Linked DNA regions of Mus musculus: region 1 is linked to region 2. A link is a contact called in public Hi-C data. All regions are on one chromosome and are shown on one strand. The core of a region is the stretch at or near the end of the contact, and the rest is flanking DNA. Distances in the headings are between cores, read along the strand shown.

What was found. A called contact is a pair of places that touch in the nucleus more often than the background predicts.
Region 1: a Hi-C map of cerebral cortex shows a contact between it and region 2, with 2.0 times the contacts expected there. The contact joins two enhancer-like sites. A contact is called at or near these places in 1 of 484 Hi-C or Micro-C datasets (cerebral cortex), 1 of 115 datasets of contacts at active chromatin or transcription factors (double positive thymocytes) and 1 of 9 other capture datasets (embryonic stem cells).

The regions. Positions count from the first base shown.
Region 1 is chr2:102,270,076-102,275,301 of GRCm38.p6, reverse strand. No RefSeq gene overlaps it. Among named protein-coding and RNA genes, the nearest start is that of Gm34268, 26 kb to the right of the region's middle. Within about 2 kb of position 1,826, at least 5 of the 459 cell types and tissues checked have an H3K27ac peak or open chromatin away from gene starts, as enhancers often do. A contact at or near this core is called in cerebral cortex, where this site is marked.
Region 2 is chr2:101,980,433-101,985,512 of GRCm38.p6, reverse strand. The region is part of intron 4 of Ldlrad3 (low density lipoprotein receptor class A domain containing 3); the gene reads left to right. Among named protein-coding and RNA genes, the nearest start is that of Gm39888, 9.0 kb to the left of the region's middle. Within about 2 kb of position 1,797, at least 105 of the 459 cell types and tissues checked have an H3K27ac peak or open chromatin away from gene starts, as enhancers often do. A contact at or near this core is called in cerebral cortex, where this site is marked.

The sequences.
Region 1 (5,226 bases), core at 577-3,076, 290 kb before region 2:
GTTTATTTATTAACCTACTATCTTTGTTACTCTTCTATTGCTATGATAAAACACCCAAACCAAGGCAACTTCTAAAAGAAAGTGTTTACTTGGGATTTATAGTTGCAGAGAGTTGGAGACCATGGCTGTCATGACAGGAGCATGGCAGCAGGCAGGCAGGCACTGGAGCAGCAGCTGAGATGTTACATCTTGAGACACAACTACAAGGCAGAGAGAGAGAACTGGCAATGGCAGGAGCTTTTGAAACCTTAAAGCCAGGCCCCAGTGATGTACTTCCTACAAGACCACACCTCCTAATCCTTTCAAAGCAGTCACACCAACTGGGGACCAAGTATTCAAATATATGAGCCTACAGGAGCCATTCTCATTTGAACCATTACACCTGGCAAAGCATAATTTTTTTCTCAGCTTACATCAGGCCTCACCAGGCATGCCTTCTGCTTGCTATTGTCCTCAAATTCAGATCTCTCCAGGCCCTACTCCGAATCTTATCCACTCACAAACTTCACCACCACCTCTCGAGCCCCCATGACTACTTCTGCAGTACCAGAGAATGGTATAAATACTTAGACGATCTCATCTCTAACCAATTAAAATTAAGGGTTTTTTTTTTTTTTTTTTGTATCAGAGTAATAACTGCTTGTTGGAGATATCCTTATAAGCCCGAGGCAAAAAAAAAACAAAAAACAAAAAAAAAAAACAAAAAAAAAACAAAAAAAAAACAAGTTAATCTTTCCACGACTGCTAATATTTTGCCTCATTTCCTCCCGTATCCTTGTTTCTGTCATTTGTACATATGTAAATATGTGTGTGTGCTGTTGTGTTCTCGAGCATACACCTTGTCTGCAGGTTTCCCCGGGCATTCATCTGCCCGAGAAGAAACTGGGATTCTGTCACACAGGAATTCAGACAGAAAGCAATGTGGTACTTAGTGTCGTTAATCATGAAAGATGGAGTTATACAGGCAACTGGAATACCAAGACACGTTTTAACCAGCCTTCCTGTATCAGTTTGCTCTGGGTCATGTAAAAGATTGTTAAGATTTTGTAGTTTGAAAGAACAGAGCCTCTTACAGTCTCACAGCCTGTCTAAAACAAGTCACAGCAGGTCAGGTGTGGTTTCCGTGTGAAATGTCCCCTTACAGGTTCAGGTACTTGTGTTAGCTTGCAGTTGGTGGCCCTGTTTGAGAAGGTTATGGGAACTTTAGGAGGTGGAGCCTTGCTGGGGGAAGTACGTGACTGAGGTTCCCCTACCCCCACTTTCCTCTTTACTCTCTGCTTCCTGACTGCTGATGTAATGTGACCAGCCAGCCTATTTAGCTTTTGCCACCATGACTTCTCCACCATGGCATACTGTATTCCTCTAACTGTAAGTCTGGATAAACCCTTGCTTCCTTAAATTGCTTCTTTGCCTTAGCAAGGAGAAAAGCGGCTGATACAGGTATTGTTAGGGATCTTCCTGCAGCTCAAGGGAGACCATTCCTTCTTTCTCCAGCTCCCAGATGCTGCCCATCGTCCTTAGCTCGTGGACGTTGCTCCAGCCTTCTCCCATCAGCATGGCATCTCCACCTAGCTTTGGCTCCTGCCTCCCCCCTCACAGAGATCTCTGTGCTTACAAGGGGTCACCGGGATAATTCAGAATAGACCCCACACCTCAGTACTGCCATGCTCGAGGCAGTGAGTTTAGCATCACAGGACTAGACACCTCTGTAAACAAGGCTGTTGGCTAGCCTTGCAGCAATAGAGAGAGGAACCATGGAGGCTGCGGTGAGGAGCCATGGCGGCTGGAAGGAGTCCAAGAACATGAAGCTGCTTGGGAAGCTGGCCTCAAAATAAAGCATCTGCAGCAACATCTGACGTCTACTGAGTATCTGTGCGCCGGGAGCTATACTGAGCTCCTGTTGAAATAGTTGCTAGGAAAAACAACATTGAAATAGCCACAGAGTCTTAGATAAAAATTGCCCAAGCTCTACTCATGTAATTAAATCAATATTTTAATTTTTCCACACTCCTGTATAACTTTTCCATATTCATTATAATATTATAGCTATAACTTAGGATGCTAATTTCCACATTTCCATTTTAATTTTTACCATAAATAATGTTTCCATTTTGCAGAAAGTAGCAATTTTGTCTCCTCTTTCATTTTTCTCTTCTGCCACACTACCCTCAGTAGTAACAGTCCAAGACCATCTCTCCCTACATATCTGTCACTGCTTACTTCAAATAATAATGGTGTTATTATAGTATTATTTGTTTTAATGTATATTACTATAATAAGAAGAACAGTATTGGTAGCATAACAGCTGAAGTGATAACTTGGATTTCCAGAGGGCTGGAGTTCAATTCCCAGCACCCACATCAGGCAGCTCATATTCTCTATTACTCCAACTCCAGGCGATCTGATACCATTTCTGGCCTCCAAGGGAATGTGCACACATGAGACATACATGTGTGCACATAAATAAGGATGAATAAATAAATACATTTTTAAAAAGTCTGCAGACTTCAAGTAAGTATGTTTGTTTCTTTGTTTTTTAAAATAAGTACACACATAAATGCAGACACACACATACACACACACACACACACACACACACACACACACACACGTGCGAACAGTGTCCATCTTCCTACAGCAGCTTTTGAAGTGCAGTATATGGGTCTTGCCACCTTTTCAAGACAGTAGATCCTTCTGCTCATCATGAGGAAGCAACACAATGCCCATGGTCCGGAAGCACCAGCGTTTACTGGACCTGTTGACCTGTTGAGAAATATTCCTGTTTCCAGTTGCAGAGCCTCGAAGTGGAATTGAGGCCAATGAGATGGTCTATCAGTTACCTGATGATGTGAGTTCAATCCCTGTAACCCAGAGTGAAAAGAACTGTCTCCAAGTTGCCCTGTGAGCTCCACACATCTGCTGTGGTACATGTGCGCCCACACTCATATAGACTTACACACACACATGCACACACACTCACACACACATTATTATAAGTAAAATTTTCTTACAAGAAGTAAAAACTGGGCTAGAGATGGGACTCAGTGGTAAACTGGTTGCCCAGAATGGAAAAGACCCTGGGTTTTATCCCAAGTGCCACACAAACAAGAATGGTAGTTTTCTGTCAACCTCATACAAGCTAGAATCATTTTGGAAGCTCAACTGAGAAAAATGCTCCCACTTCATTGGTCTGTGGGCAAGCTTGTGATACTCAATGACAGATACAGGAGGGCCAAGCTCACTGTGGGCAGTGCCCGCCTCTGAATGGTGGTCCTTGGAGCTATAAGAAAGCAGACTGAGCAAGCCATTAGGAGCAAGCCAGCAAGCAGCATTCCTCCACAGCCTCTGCTTCTGTTCCAGCCCTCACCTTCTTCAGTAATGGACTGTGATGTGAAGTGCAAGCAAAAGAGATCTTTCTTCCCCGAGTTGCTTTCAGTCATGGTGTTTATCACGAAACCCTAACTAAGGCAGGTCAGCTCTTAACACTGCAGATGGCATTGTAATACATGACTTAGGATATAAATTCTTAAGTACCAGTGCTTTCATTTTTGTTGGGTAGAGACCACAGACGAGGAGTGAATTTAGGATCTTCTAGATGATATGCTAAACACAATCCTAAATTGAACATGGTATCTGTAGGGAAACCTTGCTAATGAAGGTCACAGTCTCCCATGACCAGATAGCTCCTCTGAGCTTGGCACAAAATGGAGGACTCCCTTTACCAGCAGGGCTTCCCCTTGTCTGGGGAGCCTGACCACCCCACACATACCCTCTACCTGGGGAAGGCTGAGTAGTTCTTGGCAACTTCCTCTTTCCCAGTAAGAACCCGCCCAGCAAGTACCTGAGATTGCTGGAATGCCTCTCCATACAAACGCATTCACGCATTCACCACGCATTCATCGTTCACTAAGCTCTAGCCAATAATTTTACATTCATCCTGAAAACTCCTGCCCACTCTCCAAGGTTCATATTTAGCCCTTGGATACCCTGAAAAAAATGTGTACAAGCCCACCCCTAATAAAGATATTCGCACCAGATGTTTCACTCAAGATCATCTAAGAGAGCTCTTCCATTGAGTATCATCTAAGAGAACGGTAACCCTAAAATCCTCAGAGAAGCCCCTACCCCAGCACTCACTCCTAGCAGGCCTAAGATCCTCCAGACCCCACTTGTTCTGGGCTCTGCTTCATCCCTCCAGCCCAGTGTGCAGCAGCACCTGTACCCCCTTAGTGAGGAAGCACACACACACACACACACACACACACACACACACACACACCACAGATGTCTTGAAATACGCAAGCTCACCCAGATGAGGGAGAAAGATATGGTTCATATGGGTGAAAGGATAAGAGTCAAAGATTTTTTTAAAAAACCCAGGGAGCTTGATCAGGGACAGGAAAACAGGTAGGGCCCAGCCTGTTCATACCTTGATCATTTCCAAAGTTCCCATGGAACGTGGCATAGTGTCAGCAGCCAGGCTGTCCCCAGTGCTGCATAACCTATCTTTTATCTCAGTGTATTTGCTCCTAAAAGAAGGACAAGAAGCAGACTGAAACCCTCTGACCACTTGTCTTCCCCTTATACGTCCCAGCATCTACATCTGTTCTTTGTGGCACAGAGTGGGTAGACTGTGAAGAGCAGAGTTGATTTGGCTTGTTGTTCTGAAGGCTGACACCACTCCCTGGCGAGGGCTTTCTCTAAGCATCTTAACCTGACACAAGACGGAGCGAGACAGCAAGTGTGCCAATGAGAGCTTCATTTTACCCTAAAGCCACTTCTGCAGTAACCCACGGATCCATTAATTCCTTCACCCGTGGCTGGACCATGAAGGCAATCTACTTCTGCCTGACGGACACCGTCATGAAGACTAGGTTCCCAGCACTTGTGGAGGACATAGTCAAACTAAACTACGCCACCAGAGAACTCATTTGTTGTGCACTGAGAAATTCACATTAGACTTTGCATCAGAGCCTGCATTTTAAATTGTTATGTGAGGAGAATGGAAGATAGAATAAGAGGCAAATGAGGAGGAGAAGAATGACAGAGGCAAAGGAAAGGATAGATATTTGACCTGCTTTGTAAAAGAGAAAGCATTTAAATACATATTTACAGTAGTTTGAATATATATGAAAACTTCAAGCAACCAAAGCAATACATAAACAAAAAGCTGACTGCCTTAAGGCTAAGGATTTATTTATTTACTTACTTATTTCTTCATAACGA
Region 2 (5,080 bases), core at 548-3,047:
AGGACATTAAAGAGCAAAAGCATAAGTAAGAAACAGGTATGGAGAAGATACAAAACTCAAATGGCACCATGCATTTTAACAACATTGGGTATAAGATCGGCCCCAAGCAAAGACTTCTGTCTTAGATGCTATGCAATAAAGAGCTTCTCAGAAATGATAGAAAGAGGCCCTCCAAAGATCTACTAAAACTGCGGGTGTAAATGAAGCGAGAGCTACTGGGCATGGGGATCTGGAGGTTCAAAACTAGGTGGAGCGGACAGGGACAACCAGGGTGGATGCTGGGCAGCAGGTCTGTGGGATCCCAGGTCCAGAGCTAGGGGTAGGTTCCTGTGTAAAGCAATTGATGGGATATTTATGTACACACACACACACACACACACCAGTTCTCACAACAAAGTGAATAAAAGATAAGTGATTCTTGAGCCAATTATAATAAGTAGCCATGGCCCAGAAACACAGATCCAGGCTGCTACAAATACCACATTCCAACAAGGTATCAGTTTCATGATGATTTTATAGTTTGGCAGTAATCGTAACTCAGAACAACTTTTTTACACATTTAGGTATTTTACATGTGTGCGTGCACATGGTACCTCTGAAGGCTAGAAGAGGGCATCAGATCTTTAGAGTCATGGAATTCCTGAGCCACCATGTGGGTGCTGGGAGTTGAGCCATAGTCCTCTAGAACAGTGCTTCCTAATCTTTCTAAACGCTGTGACCCTTTAATAGGGTTCCTTATGCTGTGATGACCCACAACCATAAAATTATGTTGTTGCTAATTTATTAGTGTAATTTTGCTACTATTATGGAACATAAATGTAATTATCTGTGTTTTCCCTTGGTCTTAGGCTACCTCTTCATAAGGGTCCTTCTACTACTCCAGAGGGGTCACGACCCACACAGGTTAAAAGCCACTGCTCTAGACTAGCTGCCAGTGCATTTCCCACTGAGTAGTCTCTCCAGCTCTCTGGATATCCTTTAAATACACCGGTGGACCATCAAGGAGGCAGTTAGACAGCAAGCCGGGCTAATCGCAATTTAGCTTTGGGCTTTTGGAAGACTGGGGTCTGTTCATAAATTCCAAATGGATTTATGCAATAGTCACAAGGATCTTAGTCACACACAGAGGTAGGCAATACATGGCTCTCTAGGTGAGCTAAACATACCCAGTATACTTTGACTTTGTGCCTAGAACATTCCAAATCTCCATGATCATTGAAATTGTAAACAGTCAGTCCTGCGGTGTCTAATGTAGGTACAACTTTTCCTGGGAATTTCACTTGATTGACACGTAACGGCTTAAAGTACACAGCAGAGGAGGCTGACAAAGCTGGAGGCGAGGTTGCCTCTGGATTCATGAGAGATACATAGGATACTAAAAAAAAATGTTCTCCCAGAAGTAAAGTCTTGAAGCTATACTACTAGACTATGAGTCACTCATAATGCCTCCTTGCCAGAGATAACAAAAGCAATGGGTATCAAGAGTATATGTAACCAGGAACTTAAGGAGCATGCGCATGCCGAGGGCAGGGATGGTGATGAGTGTCAGCTAAATCCTCATCTTCCACAGTGGGGAGACAGTGGGTAATTCCTAACAAGGGTGAATCAAAGAGAAGCAATATAAGCTAAGTACTTAGAGACAGCCTAAGATCCATCTCACTAAAATTGGGGGAAATGTTTGCTTCTAGAGAGAGTCAGAGAATGTTGTTAACTTTCATCAAGCTCCACACAGCTCTTAGTCTCTTTAAATTGTGCACACATGTGACTTGTTTAAAAAAAAAAAAAAAAAGAATCCCAAAAATGCGCTGGTGAGAGCCAGGGCCACAGGCTGAGGCCACGCGCACACTGAGCTGTGCGAGAAACGGCTCTTTCAAGTATTCTCAGCCATGCAACAGATGGTCTGGGCGCGCCGAACCTCTCTGCACCCAGCTCTCGGCTTTGGAGCCTCTGCAGCAGTGGAAGGACAGATGCAGGGGTGACATTTCAGAAGCCTGTGACCTGACTTTTTTTTTCTCTGCAGAGTAACTGCAGAATGAGCCATTTATTGAAAAATCTTATTCTGAACATTTTGGTCAACCACAAAGCTGAGGAGGCGGCAGAGGTGCCATCCCAATGGGTCCGGGTCACATGCAGGCATCACAAGGGCCCTTTGTGGGCTAAGCTATAATGTAACCCAGGTCTTCAAAGCAAAGCCACATGGTGCCTATCTGAGGAGCCAGATAGGATCGATTCTCTTTTCTCCTGCTCTCTCAGACGGCTGGGATTCAATCCAGGGGTGTGGGTGGCAACACAGTCCTCTCCAAGCTGCAAATGCAGACTGTGTTTCCTAAACCAGCTGCCTGGCACCCTGTGGTGGATTAGCAGCGCCCCCTTTCCTAGATGAGGTCTCAGGCTTGTGGCCAGCTACCAAGACTGCAGAGCTCCCACTACGATCTCTGTCTGGTGCCTCTGAGCATTGACTGTGCAACCAGACCAAACTGCATTCATAGGCCCAACTTGATACTTAGCAAGCCTCTGTTCTTTCTTCTTTAAAATGGGGTGAGGCTGCATCCCTGGGGTTGTGGTGAACATCCTGTGAGCTGATGTGCATGTGTTTCTGATCCCAGCATCTGCGCCCAGTGGCAACTGGGTTGGGCAGAAAATTGTTACTTCCTTGCTTTAAAACCTCCATACCCTGTGTCTCCTTTGGGGTCCACTTCCTTCTTGCCTGGCCACTCTCTTTCTGCTAGAACTCATGTCACATTCAGCCATCAGAGAGTTTTACTCCCAAATATTGCTTTTATCCCTGCCCATCCCTGCTGGGGAACGCTCTGGGGTTATAAGACTAAATTCTACAGCCTGTTATTTAAGACCCGGTACCACTACCTCTTGCCTTTTCTCTATCTACTGTGTCCAAGCAGGAACCTTCTTTTCTCTTCCACGTAAGTCGCTGCTGCCTCTGCCTGCTGCTTACTGTCATAGTCCCCTCCCCCAAAGTCCTCTTTAAAGTATCACTTAAGAACTGGCGTGGAATAAGACCCACTTTCTTCAAAAGCTTCCATGACACTTCCACCTTATTCAGGCCTTTCTACCTCCATGGCTTTTCTCGCTAAAGTCAGCTCAGGCCTCTTGCAGTTTCCCTGGCCAGCAAAGCCCCTGTGCGCTGTGGCAAAGGTCTTCAGGATCTGCAACACTGGTGGACTTGGATTCAAGCCCGACCTCTGCAACTTCCCATACTGAGAGATCCCATGAATTACAGTATTTTTTTTTTGCTCAGTGTTGTAATTGGCCTATAGGGAAGGGAAGTTGTAAACTATAAATGTTGTCATCAAGAGATAACACCAGAAGTTGGTATAAATAACTCACAGATGAGGCTGGAGAGATGGCTCAGCGGTTAAGAGCATCGGCTGCTCATCCTAGAGGACCTGAGTTCAGTTCCTAGTGCCTACCTGGCAGCTCACAACTCCGTATATTGCAGTTCCAGGGCATCTGCTGCTCTTTTTTTTTTTTTTTTTTTTTTTGGCATTCACATGTGGTGCATAGCTGTATATGCAAACACAACACCATACTGTAAAGTGATAAAAAATAGAGGCCTGGCTTGCCTTAAAAAAAATCACTCCACACACCACCATCACATCTGGCTTTTAGGTGATTAAATGTGTCTCTCCCGCTTTGCTTCCCTCTGTGTCATCAGCTACTCGTGACATTAGAAACCTCTTAGTGTTGAGCTGCCTCTGTTTCAGTCCGTGTATGTCAGGCCAGGCTGTGGCATTAGATAGGCCCAAGACTCAATAATTTTTAGAAAAAAAGGATTGAGATTGATTTCTTACCCTGCAAGTCAACTATGGATTAGTAGAGCAAACCCTCTATTTCTTAGTAACCCAGGGAAGGGAACCACTCAAAGCTCTTCTACAAGCCAAGAGCTCACACAGCCCAGCCTGCCCTGTAGTGGACAGGAAAGTCTGACTCCTTTATCAGTTGCCCTCCAGTGACATACCCTCCTGTAGCTCTGTGCCTGCATGTGCGGCTTTCCCCCTGGGGTCACCACCAGGTGTCTTGTTCTCCCTCACAAGTTTGGAGTCTTGGTGATGACAGACACTCTGTTCTCTGTTCTCTTGGTATAGCTCATAACCTTGGATGGAGCATCACCCCCTTTGTCTCAAAACTCAGCCACACCCTCAAGCCTGAAGAACAAAGGACACTTAAACCTCTCAGCTTGAATATCTTCAGCTCTCTAAGGCAGTGCGATCATTGCTGTAGGGAGCCATGGATTTGATCAGGAAGCAGTTAATTTACTTAACCAAGCTTTGTGTGGTGGGCATTATTTCACCTGCAGTAAGTGGAGGCCAAGGTAGACATGGATAGTGCGTGCTCACACTTAATAGAGAAGTCAGAAAACTGAAGTGATAGAGTTTGGAGTTTATCATAAACTCAGCTGTGCTCCTATCACTTCCAGGATATGTAGGGCAATATCCACACACACTTTGCCTCAGTTTTACCCCTCTGAGAAGTAGGTACTTTGATATTTCTGTAATAGGATTACTGCAGTGAGAAAGATGGATAAAGCATCTTATCCACCTTATAAAGCATTAAGAATGGCTCTGACATGCTGGAAGCCCACATCAAGTACAATTGCAGCATCACCACCATTACCAAGTTCTCAGAGGCAGCAAGGCTTAGAATGAGCTAATGGGAGCTGTTTCATACTTTCCTACAAGAGTCCGATCGTTATTTGTGTCTCACATTAGTCCTGGAAACCCGACTTCCGAGGACTCAGGCACCCCATGAAGACTGGCCACTGTTTGTCACTGTGCAGGGTCTGACTAATCCCTTGTTATTGGCCATTTGTGTTTTTCCCACTGATGCTCTGATGCTGTGCCCTGAAGTCACAGCATCTAATCCCTTTCGTACGTTCAAGGAGCTTTTCATTACGAAGGCTCGGAGCCTGGGAAGAATAACTGAATAGCAAGGGAACATTGTCAAGCAGCAAGGAGATGACTAATGAGTCTGAAAGCCAGACTGAAGGACAGCAGAAGAGATTGCAGGTGTGATACACTGGACTAGTGGCTGCCTGTGTTAGGGGTCAAGTCTTGGGTGACTA